2 separate regions of the Oncorhynchus mykiss genome follow, and region 1 is linked to region 2. The links are chromatin contacts, called in public Hi-C maps. All regions are on one chromosome and are shown on one strand. Each heading gives the region's core, a stretch centred on a gene start, on an enhancer-like site or on the middle of the called end of the contact. The rest is flanking DNA. Distances are from core to core; before and after follow the strand shown.

Evidence for each region. A called contact is a pair of places that touch in the nucleus more often than the background predicts.
Region 1: a contact with region 2 is called in a Hi-C map of liver, with 2.3 times the contacts expected there. The contact joins the promoter of dis3l2 here to the promoter of LOC110530070 in region 2. A contact is called at or near these places in 2 of 3 Hi-C or Micro-C datasets (blood and liver).

What each region holds. Positions count from the first base shown.
Region 1 is chr8:52,226,365-52,232,441 of USDA_OmykA_1.1, reverse strand. It overlaps dis3l2 (DIS3-like exonuclease 2), which reads right to left and starts at 1,764. Exons shown (of 21, transcript XM_021612868.2): 1 at 1,619-1,764; 2 at 1-74. The coding sequence starts at 37.
Region 2 is chr8:52,063,304-52,070,181 of USDA_OmykA_1.1, reverse strand. It overlaps LOC110530070 (B-cell lymphoma 6 protein), which reads left to right and starts at 1,384. Exons shown (of 8, transcript XM_021612863.2): 1 at 1,384-1,448; 2 at 4,064-4,235; 3 at 4,361-4,582; 4 at 4,775-5,772; 5 at 5,884-6,042; 6 at 6,203-6,333; 7 at 6,485-6,622. The coding sequence starts at 4,075.

The DNA of each region.
Region 1 (6,077 bases), core at 515-3,014, 160 kb before region 2:
GCCTGTTGCCTCCCTTGGATTGATGAGGAGGATCCATTTGCCTAAGATATGTCCTTGTCCTGTGAGAGTACTGCCTAGAAGAAGTAAAAACAGACAACGTTACCAGTGTTAACTAGATTGATAATGCATTCATTCTATCAATGTAATACATTATTCTGGTGAGCACTGCTTTATTAGTCTTCCAGGGCAACAAGTTAGGACAGGCCTAGGTGCAGCTTCTCTTCTAACTATAGTAAAACAAATGGCCTACCAAATGGTCCAGTACGGAGTATCAGCTAAATATTTACGGTGGATCGAACTGAGCAGGTAGCCAGCCTACTTTTCAGAGTGACTCCTTTGACAAACATCACATGATAGGCGAAACAGCCTGTGCAGACCACCAAAAAGAAGACGTTTACATGCCATAGTATCCCGTCTAAGAGCAACATATCCCAGGCATCTTATCCGAGTTTCTCATAACCGGGATGCAAGCTTTTTTGGGATATTGTAAACGGATATTATGTTTATTAAATGCGTCAACTCAAGTATTCTGTGTTTGAGTATGTCGAATAAAAACTGGATATTTGTATGTAAACGTGGTCAATTAGTAGATGATCTTATCAAGAGCCACTATGATCTTAAGATAGCTAGCGGAGACAACCACATATCATTGTCAAATACAGTATACGAACATTCCATCCCACCTAAACAATTGATAGCGTTCTGCAAAAAAAATAAAAAATTAATACACAGCTAAAAATCTATGAATTAAAAATGTGAAAACACTAATATTTTAGACATGAAGGTATCCATAAGCAAACATTTCAATGTGAAAATTGGTGGATATAAGAGCTTTTCCAGAAATAAGCTCTTCAAGTATACAATTATACCAGCAAAAACATACAGATACGTAGATTGACTAGTTAGTTGCCACTTTGACCAATCTGTTAAACTGAAAGGCTGCTTTGTCTAGCTAGTTTACGTGACCTCCAAGGTTATTTTGCTCCAGCCACACTGATGCAAGGCTCTCCAACCCTGTTCCTGGAGAGCTACCGTATGTTCTCGCTTCCATCCTAATCTAGCGCACCCGACTCTAATAATAAACTGGTTGATAAACTGAATCAGGTTAGTTAAAACGAGGGTTGGATCGAAAATCTACAGGAGGTTAACGTTAACTCTCCAGGAACATGGTTGAGAGCCCTGCACTGACTGACGTGTGGTCAGAGATTGTGGCCAAGTTGACACAGCTGCAAACACTAATTTGATTTAGCCATGCATGACATCAAGTTATTTGCTAACTAAGACAATGTAACTTAGCTAGTTAAATAACTAGACTCGCTACCTAACGTTAGTTATACTAGAAACACAAGCAACCTCATACACCTCAGTTTTTAGTCACTCACCAATTATAGGTGTCGATTATCAATTTTCCTGAGTCATAATATGTCCTGAGGCTGAACTAAATATCCAGTTAGCAATTGTAGTAGCTATTATAACTCGCCAATGTTGCTTCCGTTCAGCGGTAACGTTAGCTAGTAAGTTAGTCGATATAACCAAACTTGAACTTTGTATAACACGTCAGCTGTAAATGACAGTTGGTTGTACGAAAAGCAGATTGCTATAAACAAGACGACATTACCTGAATGCTGTCCTGCTGTTGTTCGCTTCGTGAAATCGATTAGGTAGCTTTTGTTAGCTAGTTAAATGACTAGCAAACATTAAACTATTTCCGGGGGTTGGGTCGAAGTGCATGCTGGGAAAGAAACTTTAAGACGCCGTTCGCGAAATGTTCCGTGCTATTCGGGATCCTTGGGACGACCCTACCGCATTGAAGTTGACATGTACAATGGTTAAGGTGGTTGAGTATTGTGATCTATTGGATGACTTCCATGTTATCTTATTTTTGAATATTCAGAAAGCATTTGATACCGTAACTCACAGTTTTATCTTTGATTGTCTTATGCATTGGAAGTTTGGTAATTGTTGTTGGTGACGCTATTAGAACGCTGCATAATGGTGCCAATAGCTGTATGAAACTGTCATGGAACATCCTCAAGGTTTAACATTTACCAAGGAATACGACAAAGTTGTCCAATCTCACCTTTCATTTGTATTTTTGTTAGTATCTCAAACCTTATGCTCATTAGTTTATCACAGTCAATCTGAAGGCATTTACATTCCAGGCCAGAGCGCTCAAGATATTCCAATTGACAGATGACACGTCACTTTTTTTGAAAAATGTGTCAGTGGCTAGATTTGCATTGGATATTGTTAAGGAGTTCTCCAAAATCTCAGGTTTGGTATTAAATCTTTCCAAATGTGAGATGTTGGTTCTTAAAGGAGCTGTCAATCCAGCAGGTTGTAACATCTCTGAATTAAAAAAAAAAAATGTAACCTTTATTTAACTAGGCAAGTCAGTTAAGAAGAAATTCTTATTTACAATGAAGGCCTACACCAGCCAAACCTGGATGACGCTGGGTGCTGCCCTATGGGACTCCCAATCACAGCCGGTTGTGATACAGCCTGGATTCGAACCATCTGTCTGTAGTGACACCTCAAACACTGAGATGCAGTGCCTTAGACCGCTGTGCCACTCGGGAGCTAGATACTGTAACCTACAGTGCCTTCGGAAAGTATTCAGACCCCTTGACTTTTCCCACATTTTGTTAGGTTACAGTCTGTGAGAGAATAATCACTATTTAACTGATGTGTTTAATATTAATACTTAACTTTCTTCAGTGTCAATGCTGTGCTTCTGAGAAAGGATGGTTCTTCTCTTCCACGTTCACTCCCCACAGCTGTTCTGGGCATGTAGTCAAGGACATGAGATAGAGATCAGCTCAAGGAATTGTTTTGGAATTGATATTGTTTCAATGTCTCTTTGCTTATGAGTAACCTGGTCACACGGCATAATACAAAGAGCCTCTGAGAAGAGACCACAGTTCTTCAGCCCATCCTGTTCTTTTATTATCTTCCAAGGGCACCTTGTATGTGTGTGTTGTATTGACCTGCTCCCTTATTAATACGTGAATAAAGATTTAGTTTAAGTATAACTCTGACTTAAGTGATAAGTTTGTCTCTCCTTATTTGGTAATACAGAAATAACCACTACAAGCCTTATTATAAAATGTATGAAATAGTTTTTTTTCCCTCAATCTACACACAATACCCCATAATGACAAAGCAAAAATAGGTTTTTAGAAATGTTTGCTAATTTATAATAAAAAATAATAAAAACAGAAATATTCCATTTACATAAGTATTCAGACCCTTTACTCAATACTTTGTTGAAGCACTTTTGGCAGCGATTACAGCCTCGATCCTTCTTGGGTGTGACACTACAAGTGTGGCACACCTGTATTTGGGGAGTTTCTCCCATTCTTCTCTGCAGATCTTCTCAAGCTCTGTCAGGTTGGATGGGGAGCGTTGCTGCACAGCTATTTTCAGATCTCTCCAGAGATGTTCAATCGGGTTCAAGTCTGTGCTCTGACTGGGCCACTCAAGGACATTCAGAGACTTGTCCCGAAGCCACTCCTGCATTGTCTTGGCTGTGCTTAGGGTCGTTGTCCTGTTGGAAGGTGAACCTTCTCCCCAGTCTGAGGTCCTGATCGCTCTGCAGCAAGTTTTCATCAAAGATCTCTCTGTACTTTGCTCCGTTCATCTTTGCCTCGATCCTGACTAGTCTCCACAGTCCCTGCAGCTGAAAAACATCCCCACAGTATGATGCTGCCACCGCCATGCTTCACCATAGAGATGGTACAGGTTTCCTCCCGACGTCATGCTTGGCATTCAGGCCAAAGAGTTTAATCTTGGTTTCATCAGACCAGAGAATCTTGTTTCTCATGGTCTGAGAGTTTTTAGGTGCCTTTTGGCAAACTGCAAGCGGGTTGTTTTACTGAGGAGTGGCTTCCGTCTGGCCACTCTTCCATAAAGGCCAGATTGGTGGAGTGCTGCAGAGATGGTTGTCCTTCTGGAAGGTTCTCCCATCTCCACAGAGGAACTCTATGTAACATAATAAAATGTGGAAAAAGTCAAGGTGTCTGAATACGTTCTGAAGCCACTTTACCTCAATGTAGATACCACCAAAAAACCTTAAGGCTGTGAATGATCTTAATTTGAATCCTGTAACTGAATCATGGTTAGGGAGGGATTTAAGTCTTCAAGGGAGGGTTCTTTTATCCAAAGCTAAGGGACACTCTCGTTCATCCTATCTTTTTTCATCTATTGACATTTCCAAATCCACTTGCTGTTTCTTCGATAGGCTATTGAACAACTTCATTTTGGAATATTGTAACCTCATTTTGTTTTTCTGAAGCTCGGAGGGCTTAATTTTTACAACAATGTCCATTATATTGTAAGTAAACTTTCTGTGAAATTGGTGGCTTTTCACAAGCAGGCTTTAATGTGCTGGGCTTTGCTGTATAAACAACTTTTCACCTCATGAATGTTTTATATGGACTGATGGGTCAGTATTACATAGAAACAAGATGTTATTTTACTGTAATTGGTTCTTGAAAAATATTATCCTTGTCAGCCAATTACTTAGCATTAGTGGGAATCTATTTATGCGGAGATAATTTATGGAAAGATACAACTTTGAGGTTTCAAGCAAGGAGTATGACATTGTTATAAAAGCTATACCTAGTAGACTATTAATGATAAAGGGAGTCAAAATCACACATCAATGTAGTCTGGTCTGATGGTGCGGTCATGTGGTGTATAACCAGTAGTCCCAAAGCAGTGCTTGCAGTTTAAAAGAACAATGTTTTATTCCCTATTCTTTACCATTCTAAACTTTGGTGAAAGTGCGAATTGGAGCAGTAATCAAACACAACTTTCCTTGAATTATCACCTATATTGTAACGCTCCGGGTGTCGTGGGTGTGGAGTCAGACGCAGGAAACAGAGAGTGCAATACTGTGCTCTTTAATGCACTCACGCAACACTGGGTGCTCAAAACTGGGTGCTCAAAACCAAATGCCCCAAACACGGGGGACGAAAACAGTACAGTAGAATACACGACCAGGAACAAACACGTTCCTCTACTACACAACCGAAGGTCACAATAATTAATCCCGCACAAAGAAACAGGTCTAATAAAGCCCAACTAATGACTCACTAACAGGTGCTAACAATAAACATACAAGGAGGGGGAGGAAAGGCAATCAGTGGCAGCTAATAGGCCGGCGACGACGACCATCGAGCGCCACCCGGCCGGGAAGGGGAGCCACCCTCGGTCGAACTCGTGACATATGAATGAAATGTTTTCAATTAATTAATGACTTACATTTTATTTTCGTGTCAAATCGCCAACCCATCTCTTATGGGATTAATTGACACATACATAAACATTACAATAATTCACTGTGGTAATTAAATAACAATTCTTCTTCCGGTATTCTCTGCATTGGGCATCGCACAATGAGTGACAAAATGTAAGGTAGAAATCAATATATAATAGTAAAGAAGGTTGTCCAAACAATAATTATATCCCTAGAGCAGTAAAATAACATACATACATACATACATACATACATACATACATACATATACACACACACACACACACACACACACACACACACACACACGTGACATCTTCCTCTACCAAATCCTACTTCTGCCTCTGAATCCTCACCATGTTCTCCTCTACGGACTCCTTTACTATATCAATGTAAGGATGACAATGTCCCTCTTCTGGCCGAAGTGGTTACAGCGGTCCTCTGTAGCTAAGTTCCAGGCTGGGTCCATGAGGAAGATGAGAGGCAGCTGTGAGGTTGCCTTTAGGCCCACCAGTCCAGTTTTGAATGATAGCTGCTTGTTCAATGGGCTGACACGTGCGTCGCTCTGGATCTCCTTTCTCTTATTTTTTACAGTGCCATCCAGATGTACAAACTTAAAAGCCTCCTCCCTAGAGACGAACCAAACAGACACAGAGAGGGAGAGATGTACAGAAAAAGGAAGAGAGAGAGAGAGTAAGAGATCAAGAAAAAAAGATAAGAGAGGTCCATATACAATATTTGACATTTGTTTTATGTGTATATTACCTGAGTGGGCCCTACGGAAGAGTCAGAAAGCGTGTGAACTGAGACACCCAGA
Region 2 (6,878 bases), core at 135-2,634:
CAAAGTGAATTCCCCACCCGTTTTTGTAACAAGCTGGGGGATGGGGCTGGAGAAATGTAACCACTCTAACATTCATAGACAGAGCAATGTATGCAAGGACTGACCGTACATTTTTTACATTTACTTACTTTACACGCATTGGAGTGAAACATTTTGGGGTCCTGATGGGGTATGACAGTTGAACTAACCCCATTAGGCATTTATAAGTTATATTCTTCAAGAATCAATGGGTTCATATCATCAATTTCAAGTCCAAAAATGGATGTATCAACTTCAGATTGCCCCTTTAAATTACATAGATGGAATAGCCTAAACACAGGCAAAAGTTCACACCTAATTTTGTGTCTCAAGCAGCCTACTCGTCGGGCAGTATGCTATCCCTAAAGGAATGATCTCATCTTCGTGTCCAATCTCTTTATTGACTGGGCGTGCTAGGGAACATTGTAAACGAGTCATGTAACAGTAGGTTAAATAAAATAGGGTTCAAGTGTAAATCCATTCCAACATGTGTATTACAATTTATTACAATGTAATAAAAAGATAAACAATACAGAGCGGTTCCGCATGACGCCTAGCCTATAGCCATATAACGTTAGCGCATAACCATTGCTGCCTTTGTAGCACTTGTGCAAAAGTTTTATTCACGCCTATGTAGGTGGAGATTTCTGTACATGTTTTTGCCTATACTTACTATTAAATTACTACTAATACAGAGTCCAACCACCTTAGACTACAACGTTGGGCATTGTGGTGCTATAGGCTACCATTTCCTGAAACTAGCGTGCGTTTCCGTCAAAAATATTATAACTGTTATGTCCCCCACAATACAAAAATTAATGTAATTGCTCCTACTTCCACACAACAGTGAACGGAAAAAGGTTTTACAATCCAAAGTGGATAGCTGAAACTGAAGACGTCTCCAAAAAGTAGTCTGAACATGTTCGGCAACAAATAGTAGTGAAGGTAGGGTTGCGCATAAAATAAAATAAAACAAAGCATCTAATGACAGGCAACCCACCTACCTATCGCCTGATTTATACATCAAATCTCTTTACGCAAAACCTTGCTCGTGTCCATCCTCGTGAACGAGCTCGTTTTCTTCGAGGTCTATATAGAATGGTCAGGTGACCTTGTATGTGGACAGTTACACTAAAGAGGTATAATAGAGTAAAAATGAAATAGTTGTCATAGTTAAAAATCCATGTCACCGTTTATTTTTGAAACTTAATCAATAGTATATCGTCTCTAATTTACGGCCTAAATAGAATATCCAAATATATGTCGTGTAATGACGATAAAAAAAGGCACACACAACACCATGTACCCTCCCCACTGATTTGGAAATGGTATGGCCCACTGGTAGAATTCCGAGAATTAAACCCTTGAGTTTCTTAGAACTTGATTCTCAGAACTGGTGATGCACGAAGTTTCCAGGAAAGTTTTATAAGGTGAATTTTTTCCCCTCATTATTTTACAGTATAACGGTAGAAGTTGCTTGTAGTGGTAGACATTCGTTGTGGCTCATTGACCTCTATTGATACACTTGAAATACTTAAATTCTTTAGATGGTTTTATGTTTTCTTTCGTTTTGGGAACAGTAGGGTCTCTTAGGCTGCAGTTGCTAGACTTCTTGCTGATGTTTATTACTTGATTAATGGTCAAGTCGTCTAGGATCTCCTCTGCTCAAGCAGCATGCTTGCCAGATATTCAGTCGGAAGTTCGTGGTCCATTCTGTCATTGGGAAACTGTATTGCCACATTATGCTCACTTTTTTTTTAATCATGTTGGTTAATCGAATATCTAGATATTATCGAGAGATAATATATTAGGCCGAATGTGCAGTTCCTTTATAGCCTATCCTACTGTACATAAAGATTACTTTTGGGTTTATATAGTCAGAATGTTTTTGATTTATCAAAAAAAAAAACGGATAAAATGAATTTGATATTATCAAAAAGTATGCATCTTTAATAGTCGTTAAATATCAGTAAACTTAAGAGCAAGAAAATTCGCGCAACAGGGCGAGTCTGTCTTGTTAGATCACTGCGTACTACATTTGAGCTTTGAGCACTGTACTTTTCTCTCTCTTGATGTTGATTTAACTTCGCTGGTAGATATCCACTAAGGATCTGTCGAATACTTTTTCGTTCAATGCTGAGACAAAACAAACAATATTTTGATGTAGGCCTACATTCTTGATTTGTTTTAATGGACCGTTATTATCAATAACTGCCTACTCGTTGTGTACTACATTTACAGTGGGGAGCCTCTGTGCAATGTGTAGTCCTGTGGGTACATGCATTTGAAACTCCTAAAAATCCCACAACCTATTATTCGCATTGCCGTACTCCAATTTTTCTAGTTTATTTTTATAGTTAAAATAAATTGGGTATAACCAGTGTTAAATGTCATCTGTTAAACAAGCTGGCTTTCCACGTATAGGCCTATCGAAGAACAGGAAGCGTATTTAGAAGCAACCTAATCTGTGCGCACCCCAAAACGGAATGTACTAAATGCGAAACATGTTCCAAGCGTGAGCCGTCAGCATTTATGGGCTTGGCTATAGGTCAAAAGCAAATAGGAAACGGGGTTTAAATGTGTATTTTATTAAAGTGTTTCTTAAGTAATGCATAGTAAAATATTTGCAGTGAAATAAAGGTCATAATTCCTAAATGTACAAATATTTTATTTGTACGTTTATTGTAAGGGTTAAATCATATCTATGGTAAGTCTAATAGCAATATGTAATCCAATATTTGGGTAACAGCAAATGGCCTAACTTGTTTACTGTAGCCTGTATAAAGTCTACTTTTCCACAACAATCATGGCTTGTCACTATTTTTATGTCATGAACATGAGTTCAATGCCTCGGAGTTAGCAATAGTTGACATGGTATTTTAGATCTGTAGCCTCCCTCAGACGTGGTCCCATTTCCAGCAATGCTTTTTACTTCGTTGGACATTGAAATGGTGCCACCTACACCAAGTTCAATGGTAATAGGATTACAATGGTAATAGGATTATGATGCTATGATGTCCTCATACACAGAAGTATGTGGACACCCCTTCCAATTAGTCAATTCTGCTATTTCAGCCACTCCAGTTGCTGACAGATGTATAAAATCATTGCTAGTAGATTGGCCTTACTGAAGAGCTCAGTGACTTTCAACGTGGCACCATCATTGGATGCCACCTTAAAAACAAGTCAGTTTGTCAAATGTCTGCCCTGCTAGAGCTGCCCCGGTCAACTGTAAGAGCTGTTATTGTGAAGTGGAAACTTCTAGGAGCAACAACGGCTCAGCCGTGAAGTCGTAGGCCATACAAGCTCACAGAAAGGAAGCGTAGCACTCTGAAGCTTCATGAAATGGGCTTCCATGGCCGAGCAGTCGCACACAAACTTAAGATCACCATGTGCAATGCCAAGTGTCAGCTGGAGTGGTGGACTCTGGAGCAGTGGAAACGCATTCTCGGGAGTGATGAATCACGCTTCACCACTTGGCAGTCCATCAGGCTGGGTTTGGCGGATGCCAGGAGAATGCTACCTGCCCCAATTCATAGTGCCAACTGCAAAGTGTGGTGGTGGAGGAGGAATAATGGTCTGGGGATGTTTTTCATGGTTCGGGCTAGGCCCCTTAGTTCCAGTGAAGGGAAATATTAATGCTACAGCACACAATTACATTCTAGACGATTCTCTGCTTCCAACTTTGTGGCAACAGTTTGGGGAAGGCCCTTTCCTGTTTAAGAATGACAATGCCCCTGTGCAAGCCAGGCCTAATCGCCCGACCTCACTAATGCTCTTGTGGCTGCGGAAGCAAGTCCCCGCAGCAATGTTGCAACATCTAGATGAAAGGGGGGACAAACTTCATATTAATGCCCATGATTTTGGAAAGAGATGTTCTACGAGCAGCTGTCCAAATACTTTTGGTCATGTAGCGTATAACATATGACAAATATATGACTAGAGCAGCTTTGCATACTTTATGTTTATGTTAATCAGCAACTCTCCCAGTCTGAGCTTGGCGGATGGTCCTTTATCAATACTGTATTTTTCCATGTTTCTCCAGATTCTAACATCATGGCCTCATTGGCAGATGGCTGCATTCAATTCACCCGCCATGCCGGTGATGTTCTGCTCAACTTCAACCGCCTCCGCAGTAGAAATATCCTGACGGATGTCTCAATCCAGATTGACGGTCAGCGCTTCTGCGCTCACAGGGCAGTCCTCGTGGCCTGCAGGTACGTTCAAGACCCAGCTACGTGTTTTTCGGCCAAACGTCCTTCTTGTGCTGTGCGACTGCCATTGTGAGAGAAAAGGGCACAATCCTAACATGCGATTTTCACATTTCTTTCCCGTTTTATAGTGGGCTCTTTTACTCCATATTCACCGACCCCCTGAAGAGTAACCTGAGTGCCATCAGCCTGGACCCCACGGTGGACCCTGATGGTTTTGCCATCCTGCTGGACTTCATGTACACCTCCACCCTGACCCTGAAGGACAGCCTGGTTTTGGTTACCATGAACACAGCGTCATACCTCCAGATGGAACATGTGGTGGACACCTGCCGCAGGTTCATCAAGTCCAGGTACAAACAACATTTACATAATTGCTCGTCCATTTATACTTGGTTGGTAGCCTACTAGTGTCTGGAACTTTTCCTGGTCGGGTCTGTGAATATTCCAAGCCCTATTTATTTTATTTTTTTTACTTATTCACATCTGAATAGTATCTGTTTGGAACTAAATGGGTGTTTCTCCTTCTTTCCTGGTCCTTTTAGAGAGCAGTCTGTGACTCTGCAGAGAGATGAGGTACTGACTAGCCCGATGCGTCTCTCTCAGGACCTCCCTGCTTTCAGGGCTCTGGAAGGGTTGGCGACCAGCCCCAGCCACACATCCATGTCTCCCCTCAGAGACCGGAGGAGCTACTGCCCCAGTGTATTCACTGGTATCAATGCTTCAGGTAGCTCCCACCACGTCCACGGAAAACACATCCCAATGCCCATCGGAAAGCTGCCAGACGCCCTCAATTTCAGTGACCTCCACAAAGGGGATTCCATCTCTCAGAAGCTCTTCTCTCCCGCGAATCGCACAGAGGCCACCACCATCGTCCACCACCCTCTTTCATCCCAGTCCTCATCCTCCTCCGTTACGATCCTCCGCCCCCTCCCCTGCTCCAGCTGCCCGTCGGGGCCCTTCATGGGGCTCCAGGGACCTAAACACAGAGGGGCCTCCCCCATGGAGGAGGACAGCATCCAACCCCCCCAACCAGACTCCCTCAGCCTGTCCCCAGGCTGCAGCAAAGGTGTGATCTGCAGCCCGCAGAGCCCCCTCCGCTCTGACTGCCAGCCCAACTCCCCCACCGAGTCCAGCGGCTGCAGCAGGAATGCGACCCAGCCCTCTGGCTGCTCCCAGGAGCCCAAGGCCCGCAACTGGAAGAAGTACAAGTTCATCGTGATGAACCAGACCTCCAGGGAGAAGGACGAGGATGAGGCCCAGGGAGGGAGCGCTGAGGCTGGGGACTGCACCACTCCTCAGGGCTCTAACAGGACTAGTGGATCAGAGGGACCGATGAAGGAGCTGCAGGCTGCAGAGATGGTCAACGTGCACGCAGAAGAGATCCTTGTCCCACAGGCCAGCCATCACAACATTAACCAACTTAGATGCTCCTCCTGTGGTACAGATGCCCCTCAGCACCTGGTGGTGTGTCCCCGCTCCCCTGGCACCTACAGCGGGGAGGACAATGAGCTGCACTCTGAGTACTCCGACTCAAGCGGTGGTGAGTAGTGTACTTCAATTAGTGGGGACAGTGCTATAAACATTGACGCAGTACATTTACATTCATGCTGTTCCACTTTTCATTGACTAAATCTCAATGTTTCTGTTGTAGAGAATGGTTGCAACTTCTGCAACTCAAAGTTTGCGGAAGCGGACTCCCTGAAAGGCCACATGCTCCAGGTCCATGCTGACAAGCCATACAAGTGTGACCGGTGCCAGGCTGCCTTCCGTTACAAAGGGAACCTCGCCAGCCACAAGACTGTCCACACCGGTAAGACTTCTGTTACATCTTAAAGGAGAGATTCGCCCATTTTCAATGGTTTATCGTATTTGTGCATCTCTGTGCGATGCACCAGGATTCACCTGGTCAGTCTGTCATGCAAAGAGTAGTTCCTAATGTGTTGTTTTTTAAAATACTTCTTGCAATCCAGGCGAGAAACCGTACCGCTGTAACATCTGCGGTGCTCAGTTCAACCGGCCGGCCAACCTCAAGACCCACACCCGAATCCACTCAGGAGAAAAGCCATACAAGTGTGAAACGTGTGGCTCTCGCTTCATACAGGTGAGGAAACAGCTATGAACTGTGATTCACTCATGAAGGACAGCTATGTCCAAAGCTGTATGTGTTATTGTAATATAATTCATGTATTATTTTATATTTACTTGAATTTATCTCCGACAAATCTAAAGTATCTTATGGATTTTCTTCCTAGGTCGCGCACCTCCGCGCCCACGTGCTGATACATACGGGGGAGAAGCCGTATCCCTGTGAGATCTGTGGGACACACTTCCGCCATCTTCAGACCCTCAAGAGCCACTTACGCATCCACACAGGAGAAAAGCCCTACCATGTAAACACCTTATCTTTCCGTTCACTTGACCCAGTGTGTATCAGCTAAATTGGGACTGGTCCACTTCCTCAATCCCTTCCTGGCTTCCTGTGACTGTCTATCAATAGCATAAGCAGAGTATCGCTATATACAAGCCAGGGCATCAGCTTAAATGAATATCGGCTATAGCCTCTGTCCTCCCGCTAACCCTTCATTGAATGCATGAATGAACCCGTTGACAGACAGTTTGATTGAATTAGTGACTCATTGCGTTCCA